Linked DNA regions of Mus musculus: region 1 is linked to region 2. The links are chromatin contacts, called in public HiChIP or PLAC-seq maps. All regions are on one chromosome and are shown on one strand. The core of a region is the stretch at or near the end of the contact, and the rest is flanking DNA. Distances in the headings are between cores, read along the strand shown.

What was found. HiChIP or PLAC-seq counts read pairs in DNA pulled down with a chosen protein or histone mark.
Region 1: a contact with region 2 is called in an H3K4me3 HiChIP or PLAC-seq map of embryonic basal ganglia, with 2.8 times the contacts expected there. The contact joins the enhancer-like site here to the promoter of 4930452A19Rik in region 2. A contact is called at or near these places in 14 of 484 Hi-C or Micro-C datasets (the C2C12 cell line, cortical glia, embryonic fibroblasts and 8 more) and 7 of 115 datasets of contacts at active chromatin or transcription factors (bone marrow-derived macrophages, embryonic basal ganglia, embryonic midbrain and 4 more).

Annotation. Positions count from the first base shown.
Region 1 is chr17:9,877,036-9,884,850 of GRCm38.p6, forward strand. All of the region lies in intron 1 of Gm34799 (a long non-coding RNA gene), which reads right to left. Among named protein-coding and RNA genes, the nearest start is that of Gm34799, 26 kb to the right of the region's middle. Within about 2 kb of position 2,711, at least 52 of the 459 cell types and tissues checked have an H3K27ac peak or open chromatin away from gene starts, as enhancers often do. A contact at or near this core is called in embryonic basal ganglia, forebrain, neural progenitor cells and 3 more, where this site is marked.
Region 2 is chr17:9,770,732-9,778,444 of GRCm38.p6, forward strand. It overlaps 4930452A19Rik (RIKEN cDNA 4930452A19 gene), which reads right to left and starts at 5,135. Exons shown (of 4, transcript NR_045433.1): 1 at 5,112-5,135; 2 at 4,148-4,355.

The DNA of each region.
Region 1 (7,815 bases), core at 1,461-3,960, 100 kb after region 2:
GCCCTTTCTCTATGAGGATGCCAGGAGTTGGATTCAGGGACCACCTTGACTCTAGGAGGATCTCACCTTGAGATTCTTGACTTACATAGCTTCTTAGAGATCCTATTTCCAAATGAGTTCCCATTCATAGGTCCTTACAGTTAAAACTTCCATCTACCTATCTGGGGCACATACCACAACCCACTACAGTTTCTTCTATAAGAAGTCATGTATTACATGTTTCTAAGCTCCAGCCTTGATGGCGCATAATGAGATCACATCCAAGTCACTGGGTAAAGATCACTCCAGGGCTTCATTGTCAAAGTGTGCCATGGCTTCACCCATTTGAATACTGACTGGTCCTTGCATTGAGTTTGATGTTGGTAGGTATGGATGATACTGTGGCCTCAGTCACATTCACGTACAGTCTTACAGTCTGGATTTCTGAAGACACATTGCTTTGTTTGAGAGACAGGAGCATGCTGCATGCTAACAAAAGTTGGGTTGGGTGATGGCTCATGGGTAATTGTGTTTGCTGCAGTCATGAGGGCCTGAATTCATATCTTCTAATACCAATGGAAAAGCAGAACATGGTGACATACGCATGTAACTCCAGAGCCAGAGAAAGAAAGGTAGAGACAAGAGGCTTGCTGGGACTTGCTGACCAGCCATCCTAGCCCTCCCAAATGGCAAACTTCATGGCCAGGGAGAGACCTATTTCTATGTCCTCTGCACATGGACACAAATACTCATTATAAACACACACACACACACCACGCACATGTATTCTCACACAAACATGTATTATCTGAAATTACTAGATATGTTTTGAAGAATAAAACATACCCTTTGCCACTGAGAGCCAGTGGCAGTACAGACTGCCTTTGTTCCAGATGGCTTTTCTGACTTCTAGGGTGCCGGGTGGAACAAGAGCTGTTCATCCCCCGGCCTGCGGTGAAGCTCTGGCAGCTTTGCAAAGTCTTGTGGACAATGAGGGTTTGGCTGACCTGTGTCATAGGTGTTCTTTGCATGGCTTCGCTTGGCTGGCCTACATACCATCCACTTGTAAATGCCCCTTGCCTGTTTGTCAGATTAGACCCTTACCCTCCCTTTGAATTTAACCTCTGAGTTCCTGGTGCAACACTGTTTCTCTCAGTTTTTCATCTGTTAGTTGACTACATTTGCTGTCAGCTTTCTGAAAGGTATCCTGGTTTTGGAATAGTCAAGCAGGCTTGCAAGTGACTTTTGCAAGTCACTGCCATGCTTGCAAAAACCCCAAACCATACGATTTCTACCATAACTTCTCTCCTGTCCTGTTCCAGCCCCGACTTTTACACCACCAACCCATTTAGTTATGTGCACATCATGTGGGATAGAGACCAACCTGATTTTACCCTAGAGCAGCAGTCAGGGTTTTAGAGCCTTTTCTAGAATAGGATATCACTTTTCACTGAGTTTAAGCTCTGCTTTGTCAAGCTCCCACAATACACTGGGCTCTCCTGTCAGATTTCAATTCGCTTCTGACGACCTAGTCGCCTGTAGCCCAGAGCCATACTGATTGGATTTCAGTGGCTTTAGAGCATGTATCTGTGCTGTGTCTGGCTTGCACCTCTCAGCTCATTCCTTGTCATTCTTCAAAAATCATTCTTCCAAGAGTGGGAAAGCTTTTTTTTTCATTGGCTTTCAAAATTATGCTTGTGAATTTGGGGCGGGCAGCACTTTAATAACCTTTAACTTTATACAAAAATAATTTTTCTGTTTTGTGAAGATATTATTTCATTTCTTTAAGTGTCTGTTATCTTTCCTGACAACCCAGTTGGTCTTGTGATTAACTGAATTTATGGATATTTTATGTTAACTGCCTTTACTGTGTAACAGAATGGTTGCTTTGCTTATTTTAATTTCTAGCTAGTTACTACTAGCTACAGAAAGATATTGATTGGGACGTGTGTCACAGCTAATTACTTTACCAAATTTATTAAACGCAATAACTTTTTAAATTGGACTATTTTGAATCTTACAGATTTATACTCAAATCAACAGCCAAAAAGAATAATTTTGTCTCTTCTTTATCAGCCTTTTAATTATTATTTCCTTTTCTTATCCTCTGAAATATCAGATAATTGTGACAGTAATTACCTTTGTCTTGTTCATAATTTTAGTGGGAATGAATTTAGCCTTTTACCATTTACAATAATATCTTCTGGGTTTGCTGGTTTGTAATAATTGTCTCTTACAAATTTAAATTATTTCTTCCTAATTCTGATTTGCTTAAATGTGTTATTTTTAAGAACTCCTAAACTTTTATCAAATGTCCTTTTAAAATGTGTTAGCGTGGTGTATTTTCCTCTTTAAATAGGTTGGTATGGCGAATTTTTGTTGACACATTTCTAAAATTTGCTGCTTAAAAAAATATGTGATTTGAAGTCACGCAGTGGGATATTAGTTGTTGCTTTTAGGTCAGAATTTCTGTACTTGTTAGTGTAGCCAGGATGGTTCCTGGGTTTGCTTTCTGGCAGCCTGCATCATCTTCCACAGGAGAACTTCTGGGCTGCTTACCTCTGTGGCAGCCTCTTCTGGGGTCCTAATTCCCACCCACCACTGGGCAGTTAGTTAGTGGATGTGCCCTTTGCTCTCTAATTCCAAGTCTACCACCAAGCCTAACCGCTGTGGGCATCCGCAGCTCTGTGTTGGCATACAAACAAGGCCTCTTTGTGCTCAGATGATGTCATGGGTATGAACGTGACAAGAAAACAAGTGCCTCAGAATCCTACCATTGCAATGTTCTCAAGAGAAAGAGAACAGACCCAGATTCCTCACGGGGGCAAGGCCACTGCACGAAATGTGACTTTGAAGGCTTTGGAAAGAGCTGGGAACCAGGACAATGACACTGTGGGGTGAACATTTGTTTTGTAAAGGAAAAGGAATCCAAGCCCGGTCCTCAACAGCCAACGCCATGGGAACTCGAAGGGGTTTGTTCCCTCTCCACATCCTTCAGCACATCTACAGCCCCACTGCCCACCTGCTAGGAAGCAAGCTAAAATACACAGAATACCCAAGAAGGGCCTTTGGCTTGCCTCCCCAGCCTCCCCTCTGGTCGGCATTGGCCCTCGGGCTAGACTGCTTGGATAGCATTGCAGTGCAGTACGAGCATGCAAGCCTGACGTTTGAGAATGTACTTTCAACCTCTATGTCTGGAACCTGAAGGAAAACACTGCCCATCTTCCCAGCCGATGGGTTTCTGGACTGTGAGAGGCTCAGAAAGCTCGCACACTGGACTATGCTTGGTGAAGCCCCCATAGTAAACCGAAGACAGCATGGGACAGGCCAAGAGAGTTAGGTCTAGGTAAGGCCCACACCCCTCTGGCATTTCTAGAACTCGATGTGAGTATACTGCCAGCTGCTTTCCCCCCAGCAAGAGAATATGAGCGTTCATAATCTTCCGGACTTCAGCCCATACCTGAAGCACCTGGAACACAGGCGTCTGTGCAGCATCTTCTGAGCCCTGAGAAATAATATACGAAGCCGAGACCCTAGGAAGCCATGACTAGTCTCAAGTCAGACCCACAGAAATGGGCAGAGAACATTGAGGACAAATCCTGTGCAGGGATGCTGTCTAAAGCACTGGGGAGGTGTCCTGTGTGTTAGAAAGAACTCTGTGTTCGCTGAATTGCAAGTCATCTGACACAAATGGGCAGTGAAAGAGACCCCCTTCCTACACAAAGTACACAGACTCTTGCTGCTTAAACACATAAGTTATTTTGCTTTAGTAAATAGTATCTATTTTTTATTACTATAGCAATGCATGTTTGGGTGAATACAAATTAAATAATTTTTTGGAAAATAGTTGAAAATTCCTCATTATCCCACAGCTCATAGTACTGCCATGATCGCTCTGTGGGCACCTCTGGTTGGTGTTTCTCACTCCACATAAACTCAGCTATCTGTTCAGGAGCTAACATAACACATACACACACACATGTACATACATATATGCATACATACACACTATACATATGTACAGACACATGCACATATACACATGCACACAAAGGAACACACACAGACACACATATACATACATATACACACACATACATACACACATGAACCCACAAACACTCACAGAAACATGCACACACATACACACATGTACACACACACATGCACACCTGTGTGCACTCACACACATACTCACCACATTGTCTTCTTACTCCTTCAATCATAGTCCCAAACCAATTTTCATGTCAGACCTTTTTTTTTCCTGTGTGATCATTTCTAACCAAAATTTATGATATTTTAACTCATTTTAAAGTTTTTCTATTCCAACCTTAGGTTTAGTTTTTCATTTCACACACACACACACACACACACACACACACACACGCACGCACGCACGCACGCACGCACGCACCGCACACGCACACGTACACACGTACACACTCGCGTACTGATTATTTTTTTGCAAATGCATTTGGCAGATTTGTTTGTTCTCAGTACTTATTGATAGTTAACTAACTATTGGAGAACAAAATAGACCCCACATGCAGATAACGTTGAAAAGGAGAAGCCATGATCCCACTGTGGGCCCCGGAACCACTCGCTTATCTACAAGGGCTACTTTCCCAGAGGTGTGGTGGGTGGCATCGTGCTTCCATGTCCTCTGTTTTGTTTCTTTGACCCTTCCTATGGCCACACAGCACTAAATTCATCCATGGCTTGTGCCTCCTTTGCATCTCTATCCTTGTGTTTTCGGACCAGACATAAAGTATTAAATTGCCTCATTTTCAGGAAAATGGATGAAACTGGCCACCAACCTGTTAGGTGAAACCAGACAGACACAGAAAGATAAACAGCACACCTTCTCCCCCATATGTGGAATCCAGACTTAAAGTAAAACTCACGGGAACAAGAGGAACCATCTGAGAAGGAAAGACCTCTCAGGAGGAGGGAAGGGAGGGAAGAGAAGACATGGCCATGGAGAAGTAACTGAGGTAAGTTGTATTCATGAGGGGCGGTGCATCTCAATGACTCCCATGCTCACACAGTTGAGAGCGCTGATGTTAATGTGGAAAGCCATCACTTAAATGCACACAGTGTGGTGCCCCACAGTAGACCTGATAGACCACGTGGATCCCGAGGACACTGAAGCACTGACCCAAGGATATCCAGGAATGTGACGCAAATCTCATCAAATGCCATAGAAGCTAATACCACTTAAAGGAGGAATTGATGCCCCTTTCCATTTAGCTGCTATTAAAACCATGGGGAGGACAACATTGGTGCTATTTTATATTTCCAGAGATTTCCAGAGATTTTGACTGCCTATGTTTGAATAGACATATACGTTATTGCTTTAAAAGAAAATGAGTTCATATGCTATAATGTGCACTTTTCTGGTCATTATTTTGGCAATATTTGCCCCTGTTGATAGATACAGACATAATTAATTAAGAAGTCCCCGTGTTGTTAATTTTAAGAGTTATCACATAGTGATAACCACCTGCTTATAAATTTGAGCTGGACAGAGGAGCTTGAGGCATGGCCGTCTCCCGTTCTTCATAAATAATAAGTACTGAAGAACATCTGGGTGAGCACTTAGTCAGATGTCTGGTTGAATTAAGTGTGAACCCACCGTGTCCTGGGCTTTCTTTTGTGGGGAGCCTTTATTCCTGCTCCTATCTCATTGCTCATTATTGATCTATGTAGGGATTCACATCTTCTTGGTTTTATTTTGATAACTCTTATGTTTCTAGAAATGTACCCATCTCCACTAGTCTTCCAATTCGCTGGACTATGAGCTTTCCACCTACCTCCTCGCCACCCTCTGGATTCCAGTAGCGGCTTCTGCCATGCTACCATTTCCATCTCTAATTGTATTAAACTGGGTCTTTTCTCTCTTTTGGTTAGTTTGGCTGAGTGTCTGTCAGTCTTGATTATTCTCCCAGAGAAGCGCCTCTTTGTTCCGCCAGGCCTTTGTACTGAGCTTTTAGCTTCCATTTCATTAACTTCAGCTTTGATCGTTATTATTTATTTCCCTTCCCTCCGTCTGAGATTGGCCAGATCATCACAGTAAGCAAAGCAAACCATTGCCTGCAAACAAGCCTGCCATTTTCTCTGCTATGTGGAATGTGGAGAAGAACCTGAAAGTACAGAGACCCAGAGTGTGGAGGGGAGAGGGAGAAAGAAGGAGGGAAATTAGAACGGCAGTGGAGGGTGACTGTAATCAATAGACATCATATGCATACCTTAATGAAATCCATTACTTTGCTCATTAATATATGCTAATAAAAATAAGCGTGTTGGAATATGCACACATTTTCATTTATAATGTTCCTTGATTATAATAATGTTATTTAAAATTAAACAACTTGTAACAGTGAATCAAAAAAAAAAAAAAAACACAAAAGAATGTAGATAGGACATATCCTAAAAGTACAACAAGATACATGACTGCTAATGACCCCCATAGACCAAAAACGACTCAAGTGCTGGGGTACGATACAGCTCAATGGTAGAGTGCCCGCCTGCCTGGTGTGTACCAGGACAGAGGTGTCCCACTGTCCACAATACAAAGAAAAGCAACAGGCTTAAAGAAACTGAGTTCTGAAGAAAAGAAAGAAAGAAAGAAAGAGAGAGAGAGAGAGAGGGAGGGAGGGAGGGAGGGAGGGAGGGAGGGAGGGAGGAAGGAAGGAAGGAAGGAAGAAAGGAAGGAAGGAAGGAAGGAAGGAAGGAAGGAAGGAAGAGAGTTCTGCCCATTTGAAGACCCTTTGGTCCTTCCTTCCCCATCAGCTGTCATTTTTCAGGGGCAACACGGCATTTCTGCTCACATGTCGGGGTTTCACTGTGACTGCTTCTGACTCTATGAACTCACCCAGTGATCTGCATTATAGAATATGGATTCCTCTACTTGGTTTCCCTTGCCAGATTTTATGATCCTGAAATCGATCTGTGGTGGCTTGTAGCTACAATTTGCACACTTTTATTGCAGTATGGATTCTAACGCCCAGACAAGTCTTTTTAGATATCAATGATTATTTATTTCACATAAGTTTAAAGGAGAGGAATTGACTGGTCGAGGGCCAGACCACAAAGCAGGGAAGGGGATTTCCAGCTGCTCTACAAAACGGACACACTTATTCTTCCATTAATCTGCATCAACGTATCTAAACCTCGTGCGTGGCCACCAACCTGTGTGGACTTCACCAATTAATCTGTGCTGATCTGAGAAACTATAAAACACATTGTTGTCTAAGCCTTTCAAAGATATACTTTGTGAAGGATGTGCACAAGTGCACAAAACCTAAGAGCAGTATTTATCATGAACACTTTCTTTGAATTCTAAACCTATAACAGTTACGTAACTTCTCATCAGCATACCATCACTGATAACATCTGCATTGTAAAGTTTACCTCCTGCTATTATTCTGTGTGATGAACATTACGGTCTGTTTATAAATGCACATGTCATAATGATACTTAACCCTCCTGTCAGTCATTTGAGTTAGGACCTGTTACTATGCATCATGAAATGACAAGGACATCGAGGCACAAGAAGAAGACACAGGTCAGTTGCTGGGAGCTGAGCAGCTGGGGAGATTCAGATCCTAAAGCTGGGTCCTAAGCTCTGGCTCTGGCTTTGGTCCCAGCAGCCAGGATTTCAATGCCTTCAGAAACTGTCATTACTAGTAATCATAATTTCCTCTTTTTCAGAGTAAAGGTTGATTTGGCCCTACTGCATGATTTTTCTATGATCTTGGAGATTACTGTTGTCTAATAGATGAAAATTCATTTCTCTTCCATTTTTTTACTTCAAATGCTTCATAATATAAGTCT
Region 2 (7,713 bases), core at 3,885-6,384:
TCCCAGAGGGTCAAATGGAAAAGGTAGATCCCTTATTTTGGTCCTTGCCTGTCAGTTAATATTTTTCACCCTGAAGAAGTGTCTAAATTTTCCAACAGCGTCTTTAAAATTCTGTACAAGGCTTAGAGAGCTGAGCACATACAGTCATGTTTGAAATCCCTGAATTCCCTGACATAAGAACATTTTAAATTGCTAGGCGTTACCAGTGAAGTGACACACCAAGTGTCCATGTTGTATCCGAATGGATGGGTAAAAAGTGGCTTTTTCTGCCATTTAGATCTAAATCTCTCGTGAGTGAAGTCAAGACATAGTCTTCAAACAGGATGATTTTTGACATGTCTTTTGTGATTTTTCCATCACGAATGAGTGATGTGCATCTAATGGTATAAATATTTGATTTTGTTCCTCTATTATACAGAAGTTCTTTGTATATTAGGTGTGTAATTGGTCATCTACACTTTCTTGGGGTATCGTTTGCCTTTTGACTTTACACAACACACAGATGTACAGAGTCAGTTTTCAAAGTATGACAATATCACTTTTTTAAACATTAATCTGGACTTTGGATTCTTTTCAGATTTTTTTTCAGGATAGAAATATACCTGATACTGGTTTTTTTTTCCCAAGAAGGCTGACAAGTTATTTGAATATCACTTATTGTAAAAGTGTTGTGTTCCAAAGAGGTAGTGTGTGTGTTTTCATATCACTTTTGTATTATACTGATTTTTTAATTTTTTATTTACTAGTACTGTGTATCTAGATATTATACAAGTGGGCTTGCAATAGCACACATGAGGGCATCAGAGGACAGCTTTGTGGAGTTGGAACTCTCTACCATGTAGGTTCTGGGGATTGGGCTCAGGACATGAGGCTTGCATTGATCAAAGCTGTATGTGGGTTTTGAGTATAAGCATCAAAGGTGGCCCTTGGGCTTACACCATGTGGCAGAATCACATGGCAGGAGACACCTTTACCCTCTAAACCATCTCACCAATCCAGTCTAAACTTTCAATGTGTACTTGGAGTTCTTCCTAAACCTTTAATTTTTTTATTCCTCCGGTCCTTAAATGCACTTGGGGTTCTTACAGAAGATTTATATTTTATTGGATCTTTTATCTTCCTTTCCCAGTAAACTTCAGCATCCAGCTACCTGGCTTTGTGAAAAATGAGTGTATCTTATGCACATTTGTGTGTATGTGTATGTGGTGTGTGTGTATGTCTGCATGTACGTGTGTATATGTGTACATTTGTGTGTGTGTGTATATCTGTGTATATGTGTGTTTGTATTTGTATTTGTGTGTGTGTGTATATATGTCTGCGTGTACGTGTGTATATGTGTGCATTTGTGTGTGTGTATATATCTGTGTATATGTGTGTTTGTGTGTTTGTGTATATCTGTGTGCACACATGTTGCACTAAACTCAGAGATGATCCTGGAGGAAGCTGTCATGAAGATGACAGTACAACACTTGTATCCCGCTAAGTCTTTCTGGGTGTAGCAATGGGTTGTAATTGATTTTAAGCCATTATTTTTTAGTTTACTCTTATATATTTTACCTTATAATGCCACAGCTATTGGGGCTGTTCTCATTTTTTATGCGTGCTGATAGGCCATTTGTGAATATAAAGGCTATTGATTTTTATATGTTAATTCTATATTCTAGCAATTGATTACTCTTTTTCAATTAGATGAGTTTTACGATTAGTTCTTTGCAGGGAGTTCTTGGTATTTTATTTTGTCAGCTGAGATAATTATATTGTTCTCTAGCCATGTTGCCATTAATTCTTTACTCTGATCCAGTAGCATTGGCCAATACTTCTAGAACAATGTTAAATGTAGTAAGTCAGTGGGGATCATTTCAAAGGAATGGCTTTAGTGCATCCCAATTAGGACTGATTCTGGAATTAAAATTAGGACGTGCATTAGCTAAGCCCAAGAGGTTTCTTATCCTTCTGTCTTCCTCCCCATTCCTGTTTGTTGGGATCATGTGATGCCTCTCAGTCTGGCATGAAAATCACTGTCCTTGACCTGCTGTGTGTTTGGACTGTCCGTGTTCACAACTCTGCTTCCCTTCATACAAAGATATACAAGGTATTTATATAAATAATATATATTCTAATATATTAGAGATTTAGATTCCCAGCCCTATTTTTGCAAGATATTTTATAAAGAACGGAAGAGACTTTGTGACTATTTTCCATAGTTTTAGGGATAGTTATATGATTCTTTTCCTTAGATCTAACTATGATATATCAATATTCCTGATCAGCCATGGTGGAATGAATACACCTATAATCCCAGCACTCAAGAGGCAGAGGATAGGGGGACTGGGTCAAGTTGAAGGCCAGTATGGTCTACACATAGAGAACCTATCTCAAAAATCAATCAATAAATGAATGAATAAATGAATAAATATTCTTTTCTAATATGAATCAAATTTTCACAGTGAGTGACTTTGGATTTTCCCATCAGTGCTGACAAATGGGCTTGATCCACCATCTCTTGAGGGTCCCCCATTGTCTGTGGACATGACTCAGGCCTCCTAAAACTGATCTGGACATGCCCTTGCATCTGTTTCCTGGAACAGCACTTCCATGTGCACAACATCCCCTCGGACTCTGTATTCTCTAAGGAGTGGCACCTGGCACACATTTCTATTTCTCCTGCAGAACCTGTCTAAATATGTTATATCTATTAGGGGTCATTCTAGTAAACTTCACTGGACTGGGAAATGATCCTCAGGCTTTCCAAAGTTACCCACATCAAGGTGCATGGATGCTCATTGACGCTACCTGCATCCATGTGCTCGCGTGCTCATCTAAGTTTCCGGCATAGACGTGCACAGATGCTCATTGAAGCTATCTGAATCAATGTGTGCGGATGCTCACCTAGGATTTTCTTGGCTCTCCCTGGTCTCAGGCGCTCTTTATTCTTTTGTTTTGTAAAATCTTATCCATGTTTTCTATGTTTAAATTAACTAACACTTTTTTCTATTCACATTTTAAGAACACTTTCTCCTTACTAACATAATCTAGCACTGTCTCTACCATTCTGTCATTCTGTCACCTCTTCCTACCCTTCCTGTCATTGACCATTCTTGGTTGTTCTGTTTCTGTTTCTACTTTGATATTTTGTTTCCTTCTATTGTTTGAGGAAGATTAGGCTTCTGTCTCTTGCTGTGTAGCTCAGGCTAACCACAAACTCTTGCCTCTCTTGCCACACTGGACCCCACCCTTTCTGGAATCACACTGTGTACACAATCACCGCTTCCTCTTTCAACTTCTAGCTTTTTGTCCCAATTGCTTCCTTTCCATGTCTTTTCACGTCTTTAGATGCTTCCTTGAATCTCTTCAATTAAGTTCTCATTGTTAATCACAGCTCATTTCTGTTTCTCAGGTTGTTTTGTTTTCTTTTGAACTATATTTACTAATGTGTAAGCGTGTGTCTCTGGTTGTGTGCACAGGGGTTTTAGGTGCCTACAGAGGGCAGAGATGTTTGATTTCCTTGAAGCCAGAGTTCCAGGAGATTAAGAGTTGCCTGATGTAGGGGCTGGGACTTGAACTTGGGTTCTCTGAAGTGTAGCACATTTTCATAACCTCTGAGCCATTTCTCCAACCCTCGTAGCTTCTTTTCACTTTATCAGTTTCTATGTGCTAATTCCAGTATTCTGTTTTCTCCAGATGGGCTCGCAGAGCACAATTTGTGTTTTCTATTCTCCTTCCTCAACGGGGCAAGGTTCCTGCTTAAAATGTAGTTTTCTATCCATCTGTTGTCCTCTGGGTGGTTTTCTTAGTGGTTCTCAAGGTGGGAGAGACATATTGGTACACACCCTACTCTCATCTCCATTGCTCCTGTTTCTTTCTTTCCTCTCTGGCATGCCCCTGGTGGGCACCAGATCCCCTTATTCATACTATCCACAACATGAGAAAGTAGCATCTCAGAGGCCACAGCCCCCAATGGTGTTCAAGTCTCAATCCCTTCCCTGAGGCCAGTGTTCCAAACAGCAGGAAAGAAGGGCTTCTGGGGAGATGGCCTTGTCCATGCCATCCTGTCTTCCTGAGCCTTCCCAGCAGACCCTAGCCCTGAACCTAGCAACTTCTAGGGTTGGCAAGAGTGCAGGTAGAATCTGGTTACTTCTCTTCTTACATACTGCTCTGTAGGTCGGGCCGTCCTGCGTCTTCCGGGAAGTTGAATGTGTGATTCATGGGTGAAAACTCTAAGAGGAAGCAGCTGCACAGGGGTCACATGCTCTGCTCCCCCATACTCCCCAGAAGATTCCTCTCTTCTCCTTGACGGGTCCATCTTTCATGTTCTGTGCAGCAGGATCTAAGCTCCTGGAAGACCTGAGGTCAGACTTTAACAAAGGCAGAAGTGTGAGCACCAGGACGCAGCCATATTCAAAGGGGCTGGGAATAGACATCCCTGGGGAGTCCCTTGAAAATTAACTGAAACAGGGTTTGTGACAATAAACACCTGCCATGTTGTGCATTCTTTAAAATGTCACCACTTTATCCAGCTACTAGAAAACATCTTTCCGGGCTTCCCTGGGGACATACTTGACCCAACCTACTGGCTCTTTCAGGGGATATTCTAAGAACTTACATGGCAGGGATTTAACACCTACTTAGCCCAAAGCCAGCCTTCTTTTCAAAGCTGAATTGGCAAATCTGGAACAGGAAAGCACTAAACAATAAACAGGCATTTTCCTACAGACACAGAGACGGAAGCTAACAGAGCAGGCGCAGGCATTCTAATGCTGGGCATGCCATCTGTCTTTGCCTCTGCGCTTTTTGCGAATGTGGAGACAACTGAGCACTCTTCCAAAAGTGGACCCTGTCCTAAAGTAATATTTCTAGTTCAGGGGTCCTTAGTCACTGTGAACTTTTTCTCTTCACCCTGTCAGTGTAGAGTCCCACAAGCAGCAAGTGGGCCCATCAAGCTAATAATAGAAAAACCATTTTCTGACTTCCTTCCTCTTAGTTGCTCCATGATCCACCCTCCCCACTAGTACCCCAATCCACCTCAGTCCTCAGGACTTGCCTCTGGCTCTCAACAGCAGCAATGACTGCGTCTCAGTGAAAAGAGGAGATGGATAAAATATTACCCTAACCTCAGCGGCATGAGTAAAGCCCTTATTAGAATTCGGAGCCTACAGCTGGAACTTCCAGCATAGGACAGGAGATAAAGTTCCGTATTGTTAGCTCACAAGTGGCTTGGACTTCCTGGCAAGGGCAGGGAATTCCTCAGTCATTTATGCAAGTTTTCAGAAACGCTCCACTGTTCCCCAACAAAAAAAGCATTCAGGGTGAGAGTGGGGGCTCCCCCACCAGACCTGGAGAGTGGCTTTGGGGACTTGAATGGACGCTTCGTCCGGTGTCAATGGTCTCTGTGGGAAAGGCAGTGATGTCACCGCAAATGCATCTAGGGTTTTGCTAGGCCACCCTTACTTGCTACCCACTTCCTCCGTTGTTGTCTGACTTTCTCTCCTTTTCTTTTCCTCTCTCTCTCTCTCTCTCTCTCTCTCTCTCTCTCTCTCTCTCTCTCTCTCCCTCCCTCCCTCCCTCCCTACCTCTCTCCCTCCCTCCCTCCATCTCTTTCTCCCTCCCTCCCTTCTTCCCTCCCTCCTGCCCTCCCCGCTTCCTCTTCCTTTTAGCTTCTTTGAGGCCAGTACTTCCCTGCAAGTGCAGCTCAAATCCAAAGGCCCCCATCAGTGTTGTTGCCATGGCAATGCCAGCCTCCTACACGGTCTTCTTTTCTCTTTTCTTTCTTTTTGGCATAAAAAGTAAAAGAGGCTTGAAAGCAAGGGCAAGAATGAGAAGGGAACAGAGCCAGTTTGGCCCTGCTCGGTGTCCATGCTGGATGAGAAAAGACTGAAGCAAATGAGGGATAAAAAAAAAAAAAAAAAAAAAAAAAAAAAAAAATGACGGGACCCGCAAGTGAGACACAGCAGAAGCCTTTGAGGAGCAAAGTGTACTCTTTCACTTTCAAAGCTTCAAAACAGTCCAGACCTCTGCTTGAGGCAGCACAAGAGATGGATGAGCCAACGGACAACAGAAGAGTAAAGAAGTTGCCACAGGAACTAGGGTCCTACTTGCAAAACTGCATCCAATCCCAACATTTAGAGGCAGCTCCATCAGAACTCCGCCCTATCCTCAGAAGGGAAGGAGAGAGGAGAGCTTTAAAGGGGCTTTCATCTCTGCGAAGAGAGAATACTACCATGTGTGCTCGGATGTCCAGAATGCCAGCTCTACTGTAACCTGGCTGCAGAAACCAGTTCCAAAGGTGTCTGCTGTGTCTCCTCATCCATTGCCACTAACGCTACAAAGACGGTGACATCAGAAATCCCAGGATTTTCTCCCTCAGGGGACACAGTCTTACTTTAAACCTTCCAAAAGATCAGAAACATGTCATTTCTAGTACGCCTCCCCTACATTCCTCAAGAGTTGGGTAAAGCAACTTGAATCACTATTGATTCCTTCCAAGCCAGAGCTGTTAGGTGAAAAGTCAGACTGTCCACTCTGCATTCCCTGAACCACATGTTCCAGTCTGCTTTGCAGGCACCTTCTTGATGTCATCTGCCACCTGATCTACCTCCTGAATCTTTGGCCACAGGCAGTGACCCTTTCCTTCCTTCCTTCCCAAATAGCTAATCAGCTGTGGAGAAAGCATCCTGTCTCCAAAGGGTGGCCCAGACATATGAGACTCTGTGTCCTTGAAAGGTTCAAATACTAAATGCACAGAATAAAATGTTCCAGAAGTCAACAGTCTGTCTGGAGGTGCCACTAACTGGAAATTATTGGAAAGAAAAAAAGGAGGCAGCTGGTGTTCTGAGGGGGCACCAGCTTGTAGGCAGGTCTGAAGCAGGGAGATGTGGAGATGGGAAGTGTCCATCTTAGAATACTGTGTAATCTAATGCCTCTCCTATTGAACTTGTACATCAGCTGCAATCTTCATGCAATGCCCTCTGATGGGGCTCAATCCTTTCCCTCCCTTCTAGATGTTGAAATAATTTTACTTTCTTCCTCCCCATCTCTTGGCATATGTGTATTCAACGTGTGTATTCATACATGTTGATGCATGTTTAGGTGCGTGTGTATGCATGTTCGTGTGGAAGCCAGAGGCAGACCTACAGTATTTTCAAGAGCTACCTACGTTGTTCTTCAAGACAAGATAGCTCAGTGGGACTTAGTCCAGTTACAGAGGATGGTCAGTAAGCCCCAGGGATAGGCCATTTTCTACCTCTCCATTGCTAAGATTAGAATCATCCTTCACACAGCCAGTTTTTTACATGGCTGCTAGGGTTGAATTCAGGGCCCCATGGTTGTGTATATTGCTACTTCACCTATACCTGTGTATTCAGTTGCATATCTTCCTCCTCTCCCCTTAGTCCCCATCCTTCCCTCTCCTGTTCCTCTCTATCTAGTGTGTGTGTGTGTGTGTGTGTGTGTGTATGCTGATAGAACTCAGAGGACAACCCCTCTCTCCCATTTCTCATGTGTCCAGGTGTTGCATAGCTTTTCTTTCTAGATAACATCCCTCTCATTAGTTTAGATGCCATCAACTAGTCTAGGCTAGTTAGCCTAGCCTGTAAGCCCCAAAGATCTGTCAGTCCTCCTTTCTAGCACTAGAATTATAAACATGTACTGCTATGCCTGGATTTTTGCAAGGATTCTTGGGATCCAACTATGTCTTTACGCTTGCAAGGCAAGCAC